Regions from separate parts of the Mus musculus genome. Here region 2 is linked to region 1. The links are chromatin contacts, called in public promoter capture Hi-C maps. All regions are on one chromosome and are shown on one strand. The core of a region is the stretch at or near the end of the contact, and the rest is flanking DNA. Distances in the headings are between cores, read along the strand shown. Region 1 holds the start of Ugt1a6a (UDP glucuronosyltransferase 1 family, polypeptide A6A). Region 2 holds the start of Trpm8 (transient receptor potential cation channel, subfamily M, member 8).

What was found. Capture Hi-C pulls out chosen DNA fragments and counts their contacts.
Region 2: a promoter capture Hi-C map of liver shows a contact between it and region 1. The contact joins the promoter of Trpm8 here to the promoter of Ugt1a6a in region 1. A contact is called at or near these places in 3 of 39 promoter capture datasets (hippocampal neurons, liver and macrophages), 11 of 484 Hi-C or Micro-C datasets (the 63-12 cell line, the Ba/F3 cell line, Th2 cells and 6 more), 4 of 115 datasets of contacts at active chromatin or transcription factors (bone marrow-derived dendritic cells, large pre-B cells, pancreatic cancer cells and 1 more) and 2 of 9 other capture datasets (adipose tissue and liver).

What each region holds. Positions count from the first base shown.
Region 1 is chr1:88,131,974-88,137,203 of GRCm38.p6, reverse strand. Ugt1a6a (UDP glucuronosyltransferase 1 family, polypeptide A6A) reads right to left here and starts at 2,395. Exons shown (of 6, transcript NM_145079.3): 1 at 2,269-2,395. All of the region lies in intron 1 of Ugt1a10 (UDP glycosyltransferase 1 family, polypeptide A10), which reads right to left. All of the region lies in intron 1 of Ugt1a9 (UDP glucuronosyltransferase 1 family, polypeptide A9), which reads right to left. The region is part of intron 1 of Ugt1a8 (UDP glucuronosyltransferase 1 family, polypeptide A8); the gene reads right to left. It also overlaps Ugt1a7c and Ugt1a6b.
Region 2 is chr1:88,304,616-88,310,099 of GRCm38.p6, reverse strand. It overlaps Trpm8 (transient receptor potential cation channel, subfamily M, member 8), which reads right to left and starts at 3,365. Exons shown (of 27, transcript NM_134252.4): 1 at 3,309-3,365; 2 at 2,198-2,290.

The DNA of each region.
Region 1 (5,230 bases), core at 1,146-3,645:
TGTCAAAACAAAGTTTTAAAAGAGAACCTAAGTGGATTTTACTTGTACTTTTAAAATCAGTCAGCACCTCACATAGAGTGAGTGTGTAGTGAGCCAACTAGGAGAGAGTCTAAGTCTAATATACAAGGCCTTCAGAGACCTTCACAATGTTCCTGTGGGCTAAAGAAGTCAAAGGGACTATTTTAAAAATCAAAGTTGACATACCCAAACACACGCAGACACTTCCTGGCTAACATTCAAGAGAAGAATAAATCCATTTTGTTAACATACAGCAGGTTGGGAGGACAGAAAACTGTCTAAGAGTTGCTTTGCTTGATGTTTTTCTCCAGTCCATTAACTGGCTGGCCTCCTAGGGAACAGCTGGAAATCTCTAATTTGCATTACAGTTTGTTCTGTTGCAATGCTACATAGCCTGAACCTTCGAGAAATTCCACAGCACCCTTGGGGAGGATGCTCTAGGAAAGCAAATGACCATTTTGGTATTGCTAAGAGAAAACTGTGTTCATTTCCTAAAATGGGCTCCAAAATGCCAATGGGCTCCTAGAATGTATTTTGAATCTCCTTGTTTGATATCAAATAAACTTTCCCACCTATGGCCCAAGCCTTTCTTATTGATGCATGGCATTGATCTCTCTGAAATGACAGAACTCTGGAGAGTGAGAGCGACCTGGAGCACATATGATAAGCATGTTCCAGGGACAGCAGAGCTCAGGGCTGATGTGACCAGAGGTCTGCAGCTTTCTAGCCCTCCTTTTGGTAGTTTAAATGAAAATGGCCCCTGTGGGCTCATAAAAAATTGCACTATTTAAAAAGTTAGGAGGAATGGCCTTGGAGTAGATGTGGCCTTGTTGGAGGAAAGGTGTCACTGATGGTGGCCTTTGAGGTTTCAGGGGCTCCAGCCAAGGCCCAATGTGTCTCCCCCTCCCTGTTGCCTGCCAATCCAGATGTAGAATGCCTGGCTTCTTCTCCAGCACCATGTCTGCCTGCCTGCTGCCATGCTTCCTGCCATGACCATAATGGACTAAAGCTCTCAAAAGTAAGCCAGGCCCAATTACCTGTTTTCCATTCTATGAGTTGCTGTGGTCATGATGTCTCTTTATGGCCTTAGAACCTCTAAGATGCTCCCCCTAGATGATATACATAATAAACACGATGTCAGCTCTGATCACCTACTTCCTTTAAAGTTCTGCTAGTGTCCCATCCGTGACACCTTCCCTGTTGAGCCCAGGGTCCAGCAGCCCAGTCTGTGGCCCTGGGCCTCCTTCCCTTCCTTGCTATCATTACCTCACCTTCTGTGTATTTATGCATCCCTCTCCCAACTATTAGTAGCATGTGCAGGGTGGGATCAATCATTGTTCTAATGTCCCTCTCTACCAAACTCAGTGTTCCTCTCTATTGAGTCTGCAGCATGCAGATCAGTGTCCAGCATACAGAAGGCTCCGAGTACCAGTTTGTGTGTGAGTAAACTGGCATTGGGACTGTCTGTCCATTTTATCCTTGTGCCTCATTTTCAATCAAATAGTAAAAGGTTACTCAAGGAAGGATAAGACAGAACCAGCTCCCTTGTGAGGAGTTGGTCGCTGACCCTTCGACATGTGTATAAGGGAAAAACCAACGACCCTTTCCTTCTGCACACTTTCACTCACACAGCTCTTGTGTTACCAGGCATGTATGAGTCAAGTCAACCACTTAGCAGAGTTGGCTACAGACCAGAGGCTCTTTTACTCAGCCTCAGAGCAGCTCTGCTCAAACCACTCAGAGAATCACTCAGTCAGAGGTTCATTACAGCAGCAGCACCCATAGTGCAACAAGACAGCAGTGGAGAAATGCCAAGAGCTTGGGGGAGAGACATGGCCGCTCTCTGTGTTCTTGGTGCAACCTATCCTCCACACCTTCAGCAACCTGGCAGCTCCCCAACCCAATCCCTCTGTGCTTTCATAGGGGCCGCATCATGAAATACAGGGGATGGGCTGATTGATTAAATTACCGTTGATCAGTAATCAACCCTAACTTCAATCCCTTTCTCTGCCCTTCCCTCTAATCTCAAAGCTGGTTCCAGACCCCATCCTTACAAACTTTCCAAAAGTTGCCCCTTAAGCATAAGCTTTAAGAAAACAGTACAACAGCTTATCACAAACAAACAGCACAGGTTTCCCTCCCACCCCTCATGAAATCAACAGGCATTTGGGAAGCTCTGCACAGGAAGACAAAAGCCCTTATCTTTCAAATTCTGTATTGCTCTCTCACCACACATAATCTGTTACTTGCCTGTCAGATAGTAAGGTTAGAGACCTGTGCCTCTAGGTAGCACGTGATGAGGGCCCTTGAGCAAGAGTAAGAAATCTGGAAGTCGGTTTCCAGTCAGCCACCATCAGCCAGCATCTGAATTCTGGGTTTTCTAACCACCACCAAAGAGGGAGGGTTACATTTGTTCTGTTTGTTAATCACTGCTGAGGGCGGGCCAGGGAGTTATGGATGTTGAAATCAGGCTGCCCTGGAGGAAATTGTTCTTTGAATCAAGGAACTGGCTCACCCAGACCTTGTCAGGCATATGCATATTGGAACCAGCTTGCCAGTACTTGCCTTAACCTTGGCACCCCAGTCGGTTGGGGCTCAGGAAAGCAGGACTGAAGGGGCCACCCCAAAGGGCAAGCAGGAACATAGCCAAGATGAAAGTTCTTTCTTTAAGGCTTACAAAGACTCCACTCAGTCCAAGCAGGGGTGGAGGATCAGCGTGGGAGGGAGGAGGGGAGTTGGAGTTTTTTGTTTTGTTTTGCTTTTAATTGATTCTTTGTGGGTTTCAAATTGTGCTTCCCAGCCCACTGGTCACCCATCCCCCTGGTGTCTGTTCTTTGCCTTTAACACATAAACAAGCAGGCAAAACAAAAACAAAAAAGCATTGAAAATATCTCATCATGGAAGCTGTAATACTGTCACAGTGTGTCCCACAGTATGTCTCTCTGTCTACACATGTTCACTTGCTAATGTTCATTGCAGTGAGGCACTGGTCTGGTTTGAGATCTCTGGCTTTTGTGACATAAACAGGATTTTTGACTCAGAATGAAAAGAGACAAGCTTACAGCAATGAGAAACCACTCCCCAGAGACTCATAAAGGAAGCACACTGTAGCTCTGTCCTTCCTGAGTGGCAGAGCAAAAGCTCTCTGAAGAATGTCTTTAAGCAAGCTGGCATGAATTGGGGAAAGCACGAGGAACTGTACCCTCGTATTCTTTATGACAGACACACAATTTACCGAGGCCTGGGCCCTTCCTAGGAAAATCAGGTTCACCTGGGTACTGACTGGCTTGTTCTTGTTTCCAGCAAGTCCATGGGGTCATAGGTTGAAATCAGGAAGAAGGCAGGAGAGGACAACAAGGTTCTGTCAGAGCATCACCAGAGGGTGCTTTGCAAGCTTTGTTCATGAGATTTGACTCTACTGTTTCTTAGACTGGTGTGTGTGTGTGTGTACATGTGCACAGAGAGAGAGGGGGGGGTGTGCAGCTGTCAGGAGTATTTCTGTACTGGGCACCAGAAAAGGGAATGTGGCATGCCTGGCACTTCTAAGTTTTATCCCTCCTGCTGCCCAGGAGGCTCAGTCCAGTCCAGCGGGAGGATACAGGCTCAGGGTGTCTTGCATAACATTACTTCTACCTATACAGGGGAAGGTCAGCTTTAACCTAGGGATTTCTGAAGAACAACAAATGGGGCTTGGGGCACACACCAGTGGAATGAAGGCATAGATCCTGGGATAGAACCACACTGTATGGGTAAAAATGCCGCTCCCCAAAGTGAATGAAGAACAGCTAGCATCTGGAGTAGGAAGGAGGTCTGAAAGTTGACAGGGGACAGTTTCATTCCAGAAGCTGAGGGCTATCTGAAAAGGTCAGCCATGTAGAGGAATTCCCTTCTCAGGAACTCACCCTTCCAGATCCTTCAGATACCTAAGCCCAGGAATTAGAGGCCCAGGACCTACAAGATGACAGAAGACCTACAGAACAATTTCAGACTTGAAAAATCTCAATTCAGAACACAAAAAAAGGCAAAACCAAATCCATGAATTTCCCTGGTTTTGTTTCTGCTGCTGTGGTAAAATACTCTGATAAACAGAAGCTTAGCGGACACAGGCTTATTTTACTTGCAAGTCAGATTCTAGTCCATCCTTATGGAGAAGGTAAGATGGCAGAACCTGAAACAGCAGACAGAAGATCTTCAAGCAAGGGCAGAGAAAAATGAACATGTGCACGATTAGGACTTAGCTAGCTTTCTCTATTCGTATGCTGTTCAGGGACCCAAAGCAGGGAATGATGCTTCTCGCTCTCAGGTGGGATCTACATCAATTGCAGCAAGCAGAACCATCTGCTACGGATGGACACTGCCATAGGCCAACCCAAAGTAGATAATCTAGGTGAGTCTGGGTTGTATCAAGTTGGTGATGAAACCAACAGTTCTTTTAAAGTTTAAACACACATGTGTATAATTATAGGCACATAAGGATATACTCAACTCAATTCATCAAGTTACTTAAACAATCCATGCAAATTTAGAACCTGAGTTTGGACCCCCAATGTTTACAAGAAACTTGAAACGTAGGGAGTGTGAGCAGCCCCCAGTGAGTGTAGTGCCTGGTGAATGAGTATTTTGACATGAGCATGACCTGTCTAGGATTCTGAGAATTATCCATGACAAATTGGCAAAGTCATTATCCACATTGGTGAGCTAGGAAGCAGAGAACCTTGAGTAATCCCAGCATTGTTGTGTTGTGTGCCTGTCCTGTCTTCTTCCTCTCATCACCACCCCTAGCCAGGCATCTGGTACCCAAGCGAATCAGGAAGCAGCATCCTGACACCACAGCATGGACTTGCAATCCCAGCTCTGGGGAGGCAGAGAAAGAAAGAGTCCTGGTGCTCACTGGCTAGCCAGTCTAGATGGGTTGATAAGTACAGTTACAGTGAGAGAGAGATGGTGACTGAAGAAAGTAACACGGAGTACAATGTGATGTCGTCTTTCATGCTTATACACGCATACACACACATACATGCACACTCACTCACAAGCCTGAGCACACATACATGCACACTCACTTATTCACAAGCATGAGCATACATGCACACTCAAACACACTCACAAGCATGAATATACAGATACACACATGCGCACACAGGTATGAGAGAGAGAGACACAGTGACAAAGAGGGAAGTAGAAACACAGACACAGATAGATGGATAGATGG
Region 2 (5,484 bases), core at 2,116-4,615, 170 kb before region 1:
GGCGACCCCCAACCACAAAATTATTCCATTGCTGCTTCACAGCTATCTACTGTTATGAGTAATAATGGAAATATCTCATATGCAGGATCGCTGATATGTGACCCCCCCCAAAGGGACACGACTCCCAGGTTGAGAACACTCTTCTAGACTCAACTTCCTGTGCTCTTGGAGTAAGTCTGAAGGTATGGACCACATTTGAGAGCTCCTGGTCCACTCTGCAATGCTACAGATTAAACAGCAAAGATCCATTCTTGGACTGCACTAAAATGTTCACAGGACAGCTCATCAATTTTTTTTCAAAAAACACAGTCTGTAGTTGACAAGACCTGAAGAGGCAGCCTCCTGTAAACTTCAGATCAGTGCTCTTCCAAAGTCAACTTGAACTCCTGAACAGTGCAATCTACTCATTCTAGAGCATAAAACACATACCAGCAAATAAATACTTTCACATGCCAGAAATAAAGAACAGGTGTGCCACATGCCTACTGTGTGCCAGGTTCTGTGCTGAGCTCTTGACTACCTTCCAATGAGAACCTTTATATGGATGAGAAAGATGAAAAAGACAAAACACAGAGAAGCCAACTTTTCCGGAGTTCCACAGTTGATACGTAAGACATAAAGGTTCCAACCCAACCAGGCTACTCCAAATTTCAACCTTGAAACTGTAAGTAGCTTTGTGCCACTTCAATATCTCTTTGAGAAGAGAGAGATTGTCTTTACTGCTATGTTAATGCACTACCAAATGTAAACCATTAGAAAGCTATTTTGTGGCAGAGAGGTCAAGGCCACCAAAGAACAACTAACCAGGGCTCACAGGGGCTCACAGAGACTGATGACAATCAGGGAGGGAGCCGCCATGAGTCTGACCTAGGTCCTCTGCATATATGCTGTGGTTGTATAGTCTGGTGTTCTTGTAGGTCTCCTAAGAGTGGAAGCAGGGGCCGTCTCTGACACTTTTCTCTGCTTCTGGGACCTTTTATCTCTTACTGGCTTGCCCCATCCAGTTTGATATGAGGGTATGTGCCTAGTCTTATTGTAACTTGTTATGCAATGTTTGGTCTATATCTCTGCCAAGCCAGCTCCTTTCTGAAGGGAAGCAGAGCAAAAGTGAATTTGGAAGAAATGAAAGGTGGGAAAGAGGAACTAGGAGGCGTGGAGGGAGGAGAAAGTGTGGTTGAGGGTAATAAATATATGAGAGAAGAATATAAAAGAAAGAGAGAAAGAAAGAAAGAAAGGGAGGGAGGGGAAGAAGGAAGGAAGGAAGGAAGGAAGGAAGGAAGGAAGGAAGGAAGGAAGGAAGGAAGGGAGATGTTTTGTTTGTAGAGGCTGGCCATTGTGCCTTTTTTAAGTTGGGGGGAGGGGGAGGGGTAGCTTGCATATGGAAATCAGAGGACAATTTACACAAGTTGGTTCTCTCCTTCTAATATGTGGGTTCTGGGGATTAATCGCATCCTCAGGCTTGAATGAAGTCAACCTCACTCACTGAGCCACCTCACCAGCACCCCTGTGTCTTTATTACTAGTGCTAATAAATAATTTTTGCAATCTATAAGTCATCATTATCAATGGAATATTCTCACATTCTCTGCACCAGACACACGTGAGAATCAGTGATGTTATTGTCTTTGTACAATAGTAGTATTTGGCATGTCTTCAGGATTGGCTCTTAGCTTAACTTTCTCAGCAACTGAACTAGTCCTAAGATGCCATTTTCAAGAAAGATGGACAGTTGTGTCCCTTTACAGTAAACACAAATGAAAAAGATGCTGCCTTTTTCAAGCAGAAGGGGGCTCTGGTTTGTGCTCTGGAAATGCTCCAGAGAGCCTGGCACCAAACCCCATCCTGTTCCTGCTCCTCTTTTCCTTCTCATCAATTATTCATTGTAATGGGGAGGGTGACACTTGAGAAACTTCAAATACATGTGACACCACTCAGAGACATCCATCTCTCCATCCTTGTTCTGGCAATAGCATGGTAGAGGTGCACAGGGCTATAGGGGATCACCTGGACCCTCATCTGTAACTCACCATGGAGAAGAACTAAAACTTTTGCTGCTGTTGCTGTTGTTGTTGAAGACATTCTCCTGTTGTCCTAGTTGCAACAGGGTAGAAGTCTGACAGGTGGGTTAAAAACTAGCAAAATGGCAAATTTTCTGGAAGTTTAAGATTATTGTGCCCACATGGGCATAGGGCCCATACCTGTGATCCCAGCACTTGGGAGACAGAAGCAGAAGGATCTCTGTGTATCTGAGGTCAGTCTTTTCTATGTATCAAGCTCCGGGACAGCCAGGACTACATAGAGAAACTCTGTGTCAACAAGACAAACAACCACCACCACTGCCATCATCACCACCACCACCACCACCACCACAATAATAATAATAATAATAATAATAATAATAAATACTGGTCCCCCAGGACCCTGCTCTAAGGAGCAGTGGTAAGACATGGACAAGCATGGGCCAAAGACAGAGTTTAAAAGTGCTATTTGCCAAAAACCTGCTGCTTTCACAGATGCCAAAAGAAGAAGCAATTAGTATACAAAGAATGTAGTCCTAGGTGAGGACAGCTTCATCCCAAACTTTAGAGAATGATAACTACAAAGTCACAGTCTTGATGCAGCCCTCTCTTCACTCCCGGGATTCTGAGAAGGCGGAACGCTCATGTTAGTACGGCTACAGCACGTGCAAAGGGCACCAGATATTCTGTAGTCCCGACACCACGAATGTCCACACGAGCCTTAAAGTGAACTAGAAGTGAAACCTTTAATCATTCTCCCAGCCCCTCTGCTTTCTCATTGACTTCTAAATAACACGAGATGCCCGTTCCAATCAGTCGAGAGATCCAGGCAGCCACGGCAAGTAAAGACAAGACAAGCCCATTCTCCTTTTGCTAGCAAAGAAAATTTGCTGTCTGATTTCATCCCTTTTTGAGTTAATTCTATCTCACCAGAGTGTTGACTTAAGAAAACTTACTTGATTCAGGGTCTCGATAGATAGGGGAGTCATTAGAAAAGCTATTTTGAGGACTCCACTATCTATCAATCAGGAAAGGGAACATGCAATCATGTTTTAAAACCATTCCCCAGAAATTCTAGAAGAAAATCCTACATTTATAAACCAACTCAAACGGAGAAGAGGTAATCTGCGAAGCAGCATATTGCCCCACATCCCTTGAAAGGATCTAAGGGTTTCAAATCTTGGCAGAAAATGATGCTCAGATCAGAGGTACCAAATTCATCACATCAACTGCACAAGCCACAGCAAGGGCAGCACTTACAGAGGGGAGAAAGCAAAAGCTGAGAACATACCGTGGAGCTGCTCAATCAGCCAAGAGCTTCTCTCTCCTCAAAGAGCCTGCTTGTCTCTTAGCTCACTGGAGGAGGGAGGACTTTATAGTCACACACAGCCCAGCCCAGCCCCACCTCCTGCACTAAGCTTCTTTGAAGAGAAGGAATACAGAAAGAAAAAAAGAAAAAGTCACACCATGCAAGAGCAATTTTAGCAACTGAATAGAGAGCCATGCAGTGCCTAAGTATGCAGAAATGCTAAGATTGTAATTATTAAATTCCAGTAAGGTTAGCATCCCTGATTTCCACCCTTGCTCGCCAATAGATTAATTAATTCACACTAAAACCTAATCTCTACAGTTAGGGGCACATTTTAAAAACCACAAATGAGATGGGAAATGCTCATCATGAAAAATGGTGAAATTAATTAAAGAATTAAAATCCTTAATTACGATTAGAAAAACACTCTTAAATGGAAGTGATTTAACCAGCATTGCTCTTTTGCATATTTGTAGATTTCCCAACTCTATCTTTCGTTCACTGAGCTGCCTACACAGGGCTTAGGAGTGTGTCCCTGAAGCTGAGGTGGACCAGCTTTGCAAATTTACAGGTACTTCCACCTAAGTCCCCTTTACTGCCTTTGTGTCTAGGCCAGAAAAGAAGAGAAGATGTGAGAAGAGATGGTCAAATGGCCAGTGGATAGATTTCAGCTTTAAATCACACCACCAACATGATTTCTTTGTCCTAACTGGGGGTCTTCAAGTATTGGCTACTGTCTCCAGTTTATGATCACATGTGGAGTGTAAGCTATCAACATGTAGACAGAGGGGGGAGTAATTTCAAATTTGATAACATGGGCTGAAAAGATAGCTCAGTCAATCCATTGCTTGAAGAAAGCAGAAGGGCTTGCCTTGGATCCCCAGCAGCCACATAGAAGCCAGGTGTGTGTGTGTGTGTGTGTGTGTGTGTGTGTGTGTGTGTGTGTGTGTGTCTATCCCAGCATTAGGGAGGAAGAAACAGGAAAATCCTTGGACCTTACTGACAATCTAGCCAAATTGAATCAGTAAAGATCCAGGTTCACTGAGACTCTATCTCAAAAAATAAGGTGAGTAGGGCTAGAGAGATGGCTCAGCGGTTAACAGTGCTGGCTGCTCTTCCATAGAACGAGAAGTCAGTTCCCAAGACCCATATCAGGCAGCTCACAAGCACCTGTAACTCAAGCTCCCAGGGCTCTAACTCCATTTTCTGGCCTTAGCAGGCACCTAGGTGGACATGACACATATATGCATATATAATCATAAAATAAAGTACAGAGAAATTGAGAAGCATCAACCTCTGGCCTCCACATGCATACCTAAGCACACATAAAGATGATGGCATGAGAAATATAAGCACAACGGAGTTCAGATTAGGCAGAATGCAAATCAAGAAAGACTTCTGTAGAGACAGATGTCTGAGCAAGGTCTGGAAGCAGGGCTGGATTCGTGTAGCAATTCCCATAGATGGTGTTTTCAGTGTAAAAAGAAAACCCTTCAAGCAAACAGGGGCAAAAAAGATATCAGCCTGAGGTCTCTAGTGCAAACACCCTAGTCATAAGTCAGATAACAAATGTTGTAACAACGGCCAAGAGCAAGGCTGTGGGGACAGGAGGGTGCATGGAAAGGGGGACAAAGGCCTCTTCCTGTAAGCGAGGAAGCCTGTGAGAGAAGAAAAAAGTCAGGCAGGGAATCAGAGGACTCTCATGATCACCCTTAACAATGGATCTAGGACTGCAGCATCCCACACCCCATGATCTCCTTTCCTACCCCACACTCTTGCACCTGTACCTCTAAATGGAGCCAGAAAAATCCAGGCTTCTCTTCCCTTGATCTGCACGGGAGGCAACGAGAATCTTCAGAGGAAGCAAGGAATCCAAATACAAAACCTAATAGAAAAATCAAGCAAACTGAAGTGGACCAGGAACAAAGAAAAGGAAAGACACCAGGAAACCCATTTCAGCTCCCTTGCCTGTGTCTGCCAGAATGTCATGAGGGAACCTAGAAGGACTTGACTTCAAGCTAAATTTCCAAGGGTAGAATCAAACCATGGGCTGTCAAGTGACTGCTACAGGTCACAGCACAGTTGTACAATTTCATTGTGGGCTCAACGTGTAACAAGAGAGAAAACTGGTAGGGGCAGAAGACTTGCTGCAGTCTGC